Linked DNA regions of Mus musculus: region 2 is linked to region 1. Evidence: chromatin contacts called from public promoter capture Hi-C data. All regions are on one chromosome and are shown on one strand. The core of a region is the stretch at or near the end of the contact, and the rest is flanking DNA. Distances in the headings are between cores, read along the strand shown.

Region 1 (4,010 bases), core at 1,055-3,554:
AACATATGTCTGCTGCTCCAGGAGCCCCAACCCCTATCATTCATAGTCACCACTGCATAACACTGCATTCCGTGAGTAATGTTCGTCCTGCTACAGATGAGCAAAGTTGATGGTAAGCCTAGGCACCTGCTTTTAAGGATATGTTTGACTCTTTACTTCTTAGCCTTCTCAGACTTCCTCTTATCTCTCCTTCTGTCTCCTATTTATTTCTTAAGTAATTTGATATAATAATAAAAGAAGTTGAGTATAAATGATTGAAGTACAATGAACATGGGTAGCTCTATCAATGTTATCAGTATATGGAATATGTCAATACATGTGTTGATGTCCATATAAAATACTTAAAATGATTCTAATGATCTGGAAAGCTAATGCTAAATTTATGTGCACATCCATTATAAAATATGTGAAATTAATCATATCCTCAGAAGGAAAAACTGATTTAGAATCATTGGTCAACATGGTTGAATTAGGGAAAACCTGGAAGAAGCCGAGGAGGAGGGCAACCATGTAGGAGGACCAGCAGTCCCAACTAACCTGGACCCCCGATATCTCTCAGACACTGGACCATCAACCAGGCACCATATACCAGCTGATATGAGGCCCCCAACACATATACAGCAGAGGGCTGCCGGGTCCGGGTTCAGTCAGAGATGATGCACCTAGCCCTCAAGAGACTGTAGGCTCCAGGGAGTTTAGAGATCTGGTAGGGTGGGGGTGGGTGGTGGGAACATCCTCGTGGAGACAGGGGGTGGGAAGAAGGTATGGGATGTGGAACATTGGAGGGTGGATGGAGGTGGGGGGAATAAAATCTGGAGTGTAAATAAATAAAGATTAAATGAAAAAATCTGAACTAGTCTTTAATGTGTTTAATCAATCAATTTCAGTTTTAACTTCTGTTCCAAGTAGAGAAAAAGACTAGAAAGGACCATATATACAACAGCTTGCTCCCATCAACAGCTGGTGATAGCCAGCCCATAAGCAAGACTCATTCTGTGGGAAACAAACTGATGACCTTGTTTTGTGGGTTACAAAGCCAAGAATGGGTAGTGTTGGTCTTACAGGGTGCGTTCTGTTGAAGCATGCTGTGTGGTTCAAGGGTGAAGAACAGGCTGACCCCAGCCACCATGAGTTCCCTGAACCTGACTTGATGCATGATGAAGGCTCTCAATGCTTTTCAATGCTTTTCTCTCTCTCTCTCTCTCTCTCTCTCTCTCTCTCTCTCTCTCTCTCTCTCTCTCTCTCTCTCTCTCTCTCTCTCATGTTGTTGTTTTTTAAAGACAGGATCTCACTATCTCACTATGTAGCCTTGGCTGGCTTAGAACACAATATGTAGACCAGGTGGCTTTGAATTCATAGAGACCTGCCTGCCTCTGCCCCCTAAAGCCTGCAGCTTTTAAAGACATTTCCACACCACACCTGGCCTAATCATTTTTTCCACCTGAGGGTTTAACTAGTAGACTAGTTGGAAAGGAGACAGTGCATATCTACTAAAATACTGAAGAAGTCTACAGCCCATTTCTGTCTTTTGGAACTACATAAAATTTCTTAAAACTCAGCTATGAACCAAGGTTTAAATTCAACTTCCACAGCCTCTGAGCCAGCTGTTTTAAGTAGACTTGGGTAGTGTGGTCACTCCTTTGTTATGAGGCCCTTCAAGAGAGGAGCTTCCTCAGAGGTTATTGGAAAGAAGGAACTCCACAGAGAGCATGTCTGCTGGAGAGAAACTGAGCAGAGAGAATACAGGATGGAGCGTTCTAGACAGCAAGATGAACTGAGGGGCAGCACTCTAGAGTCAGTGAATTTCAGACTCAGATTCTGTACTCAGTAGATTTCCTTATATGAAAATTATGTGCAAATCTTAATGTATGTTCCATGACCATTAGTGGACAATGTTGACTATTAGTCATTGTTTGTGAGAGGGTAAAAAGAGCAAATTACAAAGCTGCTGTCCTTCAGACCTACAGGTTAACTAATAAGGTGGGATATAGTCACTAAAATACAAGATCACAAATTATAGTTTAGTAAGCGCTAGGGATAAAGAACAGAAAGAGAAGATGGTGGCTGGATTCAAGGCCTCAGACCCGTGACCTAGTCAGAGATTAGCTCTGTGCTATCATGGTATATATAAGCAGTCTTAAGCTTATAAAGTACTCTGATTAGCCACTTCCTCCTTGGATAAAATGAGAAAGAAATTGAGAAGTAACAGCACTACCAGTGAACACTGGTCTGTATAATGTACAAAACATGGTTTGCACTGGGCCTGGCACAGAAGGAGCACTGGCTCAGTTGTCATCTTTGTCTAGCAGTTACATCCCATAACCTAAATGTGGAAACCAAGAGAACTTTGACCTGAACCTTGACCTAACTCTGTGTTTCCAGATATGTAACACGAATTTCATGAAACTCTGGGGTCACCTCTGCTCTCTTGACAGAACATAGGGAGGGTCCCAGGCAGCTGTCCTTCCCTGTGGTCCCATCACACACCAATCCCTCCCCACCCCTAGTGGGCAGACAGTAGCCTCTCTTTTCTCAGAGAGGTCATGTACTTCTCTGGTATTATTTGGCAGCTCCAATCAGTATAGATTTTTGCCCAAGAATGTTTTGTACCAAAGTGGCTTGCAAAATTCCTTGGCAGTGATTCAAACCATCTGACTGTGCCATGTACATTGTTTCCTTACTACACCATGTACATTGTTTACTTACTACACCATGTACATTGTTTCCTTACTACACCATGTACATTGTTTCCTTACTACACCATGTACATTGTTTCCTTACTACACCATGCACATTGTTTCCTTACTACACCACACACACAGCAACTTCCAGCTTCAATGAGTCCTGAGACTGATTAGATCGTGACTATGTCTCCACTCACATGAGTGTGAAAAAAACGTTTCTCTTATCTCCCAGAGGAGATTAAGTCCTGCTCTGAAGTTGAAATGGTGGGATTTGAGAATATGAAAATGGTTAATAAGGGCACTGTGGGAGGGCCAGGAAGCACCTTGGGAAGAGGACTTTCTTCCCTAGTGTGTGTAAGGTCCTGGATTCAATTTATAAAAGAGAGAGAGAACGCTGGAAAAGACTAGGAAGAAGTAACTGGGAAAATAAAGAACTAACACTGAGATGAGCAGTAAGAGACTGAATGTCAGCAGCCCTCAGCTACACATCTGAGAAAGAGTCAAGGCCTCCGAGAGTGAGTGATGCTCATGCCCGGGAAAGCTTTTCCTTTTTAAGGACTTAATGCCTCTAATTTTCTAATTAGAGCATCTAATTTGCTGTAGGCGCTGTCTGCTGGGTATGTACAGTGCCAGCACTTCCCACCTGTCTCGGGTCACCAGGCTCAGAAAGGCCTAGAAGTCAGCAGGTATACTTAGAGGTCTGGCCTAAAGAGATCAGGGTTCAGAAATACCATGGCCACTCTTTAAGTTTATGACAGCTATATAAGCTTTTTTTAGACTGGCTACTAAACACATCTGCCATACGGACATGCATCAGCATATACAATATTGACCCAAGTAAATCTTGAGACTGTTAATCAGTTGCGGAATATGTCTACTTTGCAACCTACATAATTAGAGGGTATAAACTGGCTAAATAGTAAGCTCTGGGACTGTGATAGCCAAGGAGAGCATTTAATGGTAGAACAGAGGGCATCTTGGAGCCCATATTCCAGTTGAAGAGAGGATCTTCTCAGCGTGGACCCAATGATAAACACTGTTATTGCCATCTGAGAGCTCTGTGAGAGTCACAAGAAACCAGTGCTTACATTTGCCTGAGAACATTAGTAAAATTCAGAATTGTTTGAAGTTGGATTTAGAATGAACTTTAAATAACATTTGATAATCTGAAAAATACCTCCAATTAGTCACACAGACCCAGATCCAAGGATTTGTTCACCCAGTGCAGACCAGTGTGGAGCCAGGCATGGTTCATGGAAGCTCAAATGATCAAGGAAGCAACATTCACAGCCATCAACAGCAATAACTCACCCCTCACATGTGACC
Region 2 (4,010 bases), core at 736-3,235, 290 kb before region 1:
GTCACAGTCCATGGCAGGGACAGTCCAGTGATAGGAGGCTAAGATTGGCGGTCACATTATATCCACGCTTAAGAGAGTAGAGCAATGAATTAATGCCATCAGTCTCAGGAGTGTCACAACTGTGCCCCAAGTTTTGTCTGACTACCAGTTCTCAATAAGCCAATTAAAATAGCCTAGTTAAAAGTAGAAAGTGGAATAAAAGAGATTCATCCAACATGACCACATTGGGAAGAGGAACAAAGAGATCCAGTGGACCACTCAAGTCTGGGGTCAGGGTCTGCAAATGAGACCAAAGTTTAAATAAAGAGAGCCAAGGATATGCCCATCCAAACAACCTTATCAAAGTGTAGCCCACCCACCGCTGACACGTCACTGTCTGGGTTCCAGTCTCAGGTGAGCTGACAAGATACTTGAAACCTTTTTCTGGGAGACCAGCTACCCTCTGGCTTCTTCCTGATTCTTCTCCCACCATGAGGTTTCTGGAGGAAACTTCCATTTCTTTGGGGTCCCTTATTTCGTAGGCTAACAGTCAGACTGAGAAACTGTCCCTCTAGAATACCTGCATTTCTTCCAGGCCGGTTACTCTAATGCTTGTTAGAGCTCAGCAAGCCCTCTCCTCTGTATACAGCCCAGGAACAGTAGTGCCCATAATAAAGATGGGTCTTCTCACATCAGTTACCTTAGTCAAGGTAATCTCTTGCCAACATTTTCAAAGGCCAACCCTAATCTTGAACAGTGGTTCTCAAGTTCCTAATGCTGCAATCCTTTAATATGGTTCCTTATATTGTGGTGATCCCCCCCAATCATAAACCTATTTTATTGCTACTTCATAACTGTAATGTTACTACTGTTATGAATTGTAATGTAAATATCTGATACGTGCCCCCCCCAAGGGGTCTTGACCCACAGGCTGAGAACCACTGCTCTAGACAGTCCCTCACAGGCGTGCCTGGAAGCCTGCTTCCTTGGCATCAAGTTAACAGTTAAAACTAACCATCAGACAACTCAGGTGTCTAACAACAGTAAAACTGTACAACACTTATGCATTAGACAACTATACAATAAAACAAGAGCATATGTTGGGAGGCAGAGGCAGGCGGATTTCTGAGTTCGAGGCCTGGTCTACAGAGTAAGTTCCAGGACAGCCAGGGCTACACAGAGAAACCCTGTCTCGAAAAACCAAAAAAGAAAAAACAAACAAACAAAAAAACAAAAAAACAAAAACAAAACAAGAGCATATGAATTTAACAGAGAAACAAAAGTTGTGCACACAATACTGAATGCATTAAGTCAGAAGGACAGAGACATACTATGAGAGTCCATTTACACAAAACAAAAAGACAAAACCAAAAAATGGACATAAAGTCATTTATGCTACGTTCCGTGCCTTGTGCCTGTGACACTCAGGAGGCAGAAGCACGGGGATTGCGATGAGTTACAGGCCATCCTGGAGTAGAAGACCCTGTTTCTGAAAAAAAAATCGTTTGTAGTACTGGAGACTGGGGTAGCAATGGTCTGTAGAAGAGACAGTGACTAGAAGAAGATGCAGAGGGGACATTAGTTAACAGTTAACCTATACTCACTGTGACACAGACCTAACATTTTACACCATCTGTCTGAAGACATACTCTGTGATATAAATTACCTCCCAAAAGAGAATTTACGAATAATTATACATCATTTATTTTGACCCATCTATTAAATGAAATACCAAGAACCTAGATGATAACATATGTGGTATTTGACACATGATATACTATGTATTAGATATATATAATGTATATTAAGTCCTCATGAGTGCAAAGCTGAGAATACCCGATTAATATCCAGCACAAATATCACCAATTCTTGCTCCCACTTCTGACAAACTTCCAAGCTTGGCTAACAACGTGCTGCATTTCCAGGAATCTCCAGAAGGTGTCCCCATAAGCCCCACTCTGCTGTAGTGCCTAGCCCCTGGCCCCACAGTTTTGCCTGGCTCTTCCCTGAAACTGTACGGGAGATGTTATAAGCGGCCGATTCCCGTGTTCTCGACAGAACGTAGAACAGCGCTGGTGGGGTCCGAGTATTTATTATAACGCTCCGTGGGAAAGGTTTCTCCGTGTTTACTGGCTGCCCGCCACAGCCCCAGGGCACACACTGGCTTCTAGGCAGCTGACCAGGGAACAGAATCAAGAAAACTGCCTCAGTCTGAAATTAGTGCTCCCCTGACAACTAAGACCTTCTTGTGGTCAGGCTAATCATTAGACTCCAGCCCTGAGGGTGAGTTCTCACCAGAGAAACTTTTGAACCCTCCACAGCCACCCACAGCTCTTAATCCCAGCAATGAGTGGGTCCTGATGTCTTTCCCCAGAACTCCCCAGATCTCATAGACATCTGGCCAGTCTGACCAGCTCCCAAATGTGTTCAGACAGGTTAGACATCAAACTCTGAGCATTTCCTAAATCTAGCATAACATATTGAATTCCGATTTTTATTTATTTAATTTTCCCCCAATGCCCGGCATTAGAATAAATTATTTCTTTAGATTTCAATATATTTAGATCTAAGATTTTGAGAGAAGAAACATGCCATCTACTGTATGCTCTGAGTAGAGTAAATAAAAAACAGGAAAGTTTTGGTTCTCTTCTTCTGATTATGGGTCATTTTTGTGGGTGTGAATATCCAGAACAAAGAAAAAAAAAAAAAAAAGCTGCGATTAAAGTTACAGCCACATCCATGCTGAAACCCTGTGTGCATGATGTGGCGTGTTCAAAGGACGAAGTCCTCCACCTGCTGGTCTCAGGCCGCTGCTGCAGCGCATACACACAAAGGTTCCTTAACCTTCTCCTCAAAAATTGAAACAATGTCCGGTGAAACTTCAGAGGGGAAGGCAGCCTCTTGTTTTTATCTTAAACTGGAAATACACTGTGACTGACAACTGGAAAGTGTCATTTAAGATTGAGGAAATAAAGGACAAGCCGTGCAAGTGGTTGAAGATGGAGCAGACACATTCAGAAGTAAAATATCCTGCGTGTGTACAGGGAAGGATCCTTCAGATTCTCAGCTTTGATCCCTGAAAATATAGAGGAATCTACTTTCTGTTTGGATTCCTGTAACTTTTAAGCTGGCAAAGATTACCCTTCCATAGCTAAGCGCTTTACTGTTAAGGTTTTAAAGAGAAGCAAGTCAGAGAGATTAAAATACTTGGCTTTTATGAATCTGGGCTTTTCAAGTCTTTAGATTTGCTTCCTCCATGGAGCAATACTGGGTCTTAGGGAGTCTCTCTGCTTCTTGATTCTAATTGTTGTTGTTTTGGTTTCTTCCTTGTGTCGAGGGGTGGATCTCCAGGCTCGCACATGCTTGGCACATGCTCGATCACTGAGCTCCATCACCAGGCTTGCACATGCTAGGCACATGCTCGATCACTGAGCTCCATCACTAGCCAGGAGTCTCCTGTGTGCAATTGATTGAGTGCAAAGATCAAGTCAAGGTGTGGGTTCCAGGGGCAGTTTGCTTTCACAAAGGTCCTGAGACAAGGAGACAGGAAGGTCAGCCCAGAACATGTTGCATCACAGTGGCCTGTGGAAACCCTGAGCTTACCACACTTGCCACTCCCTTCCCTAGTCAGGATGTGTCCGTGTCTCTTAGCACAGTTTTTCCAGAATTTATCTCCTCATTTGTTCCCTTACACAGTTAAGTGAGGTTGGGGGTGGGGGTTGTTAGTTTCATTTGTTTGTTTGTCTTGTTTCTTTCTGAAGCCCAAATCTTATTGCATTCCTAGTGACAACAGAGGAGTAAAGTCGTACTATGTGTGTAATACAGCTGTGCATGACATGCATATATATATTCACACATGTGTGTATATGTGTGAGTGTGTGTGTATATGTGTGTGCATGCATGCCCTGAGGTTCCTGCCTGGGGTTCTATACCTGCTCGGACTTTTCCCAGGTGTCTTAGTTAGGGTTTTACTGCTGTGAACAGACACCATGACCAAGGCAAGTCTTATAAAAAACAACATTTAATTGGGG

What was found. Promoter capture Hi-C pulls out the DNA fragments that hold promoters and counts their contacts.
Region 2: a promoter capture Hi-C map of liver shows a contact between it and region 1, with 3 times the contacts expected there. The contact joins two enhancer-like sites. A contact is called at or near these places in 16 of 39 promoter capture datasets (the 3T3-L1 cell line, 3T3-L1-derived adipocytes, the C10 cell line and 11 more), 5 of 484 Hi-C or Micro-C datasets (the G1E-ER4 cell line, embryonic stem cells and nephron progenitors), 2 of 115 datasets of contacts at active chromatin or transcription factors (acute myeloid leukemia and bone marrow-derived macrophages) and 1 of 9 other capture datasets (pancreatic islet).

Annotation. Positions count from the first base shown.
Region 1 is chr12:69,940,450-69,944,459 of GRCm38.p6, reverse strand. All of the region lies in intron 7 of Atl1 (atlastin GTPase 1), which reads right to left. Among named protein-coding and RNA genes, the nearest start is that of Gm52003, 30 kb to the left of the region's middle. Within about 2 kb of position 2,304, at least 8 of the 459 cell types and tissues checked have an H3K27ac peak or open chromatin away from gene starts, as enhancers often do. A contact at or near this core is called in liver, where this site is marked.
Region 2 is chr12:70,233,331-70,237,340 of GRCm38.p6, reverse strand. F730035M05Rik (RIKEN cDNA F730035M05 gene) reads right to left here. Exons shown (of 5, transcript NR_045174.1): 5 at 3,176-3,509. Among named protein-coding and RNA genes, the nearest start is that of Gm38467, 3.8 kb to the right of the region's middle. Within about 2 kb of position 1,985, at least 100 of the 459 cell types and tissues checked have an H3K27ac peak or open chromatin away from gene starts, as enhancers often do. A contact at or near this core is called in liver, where this site is marked.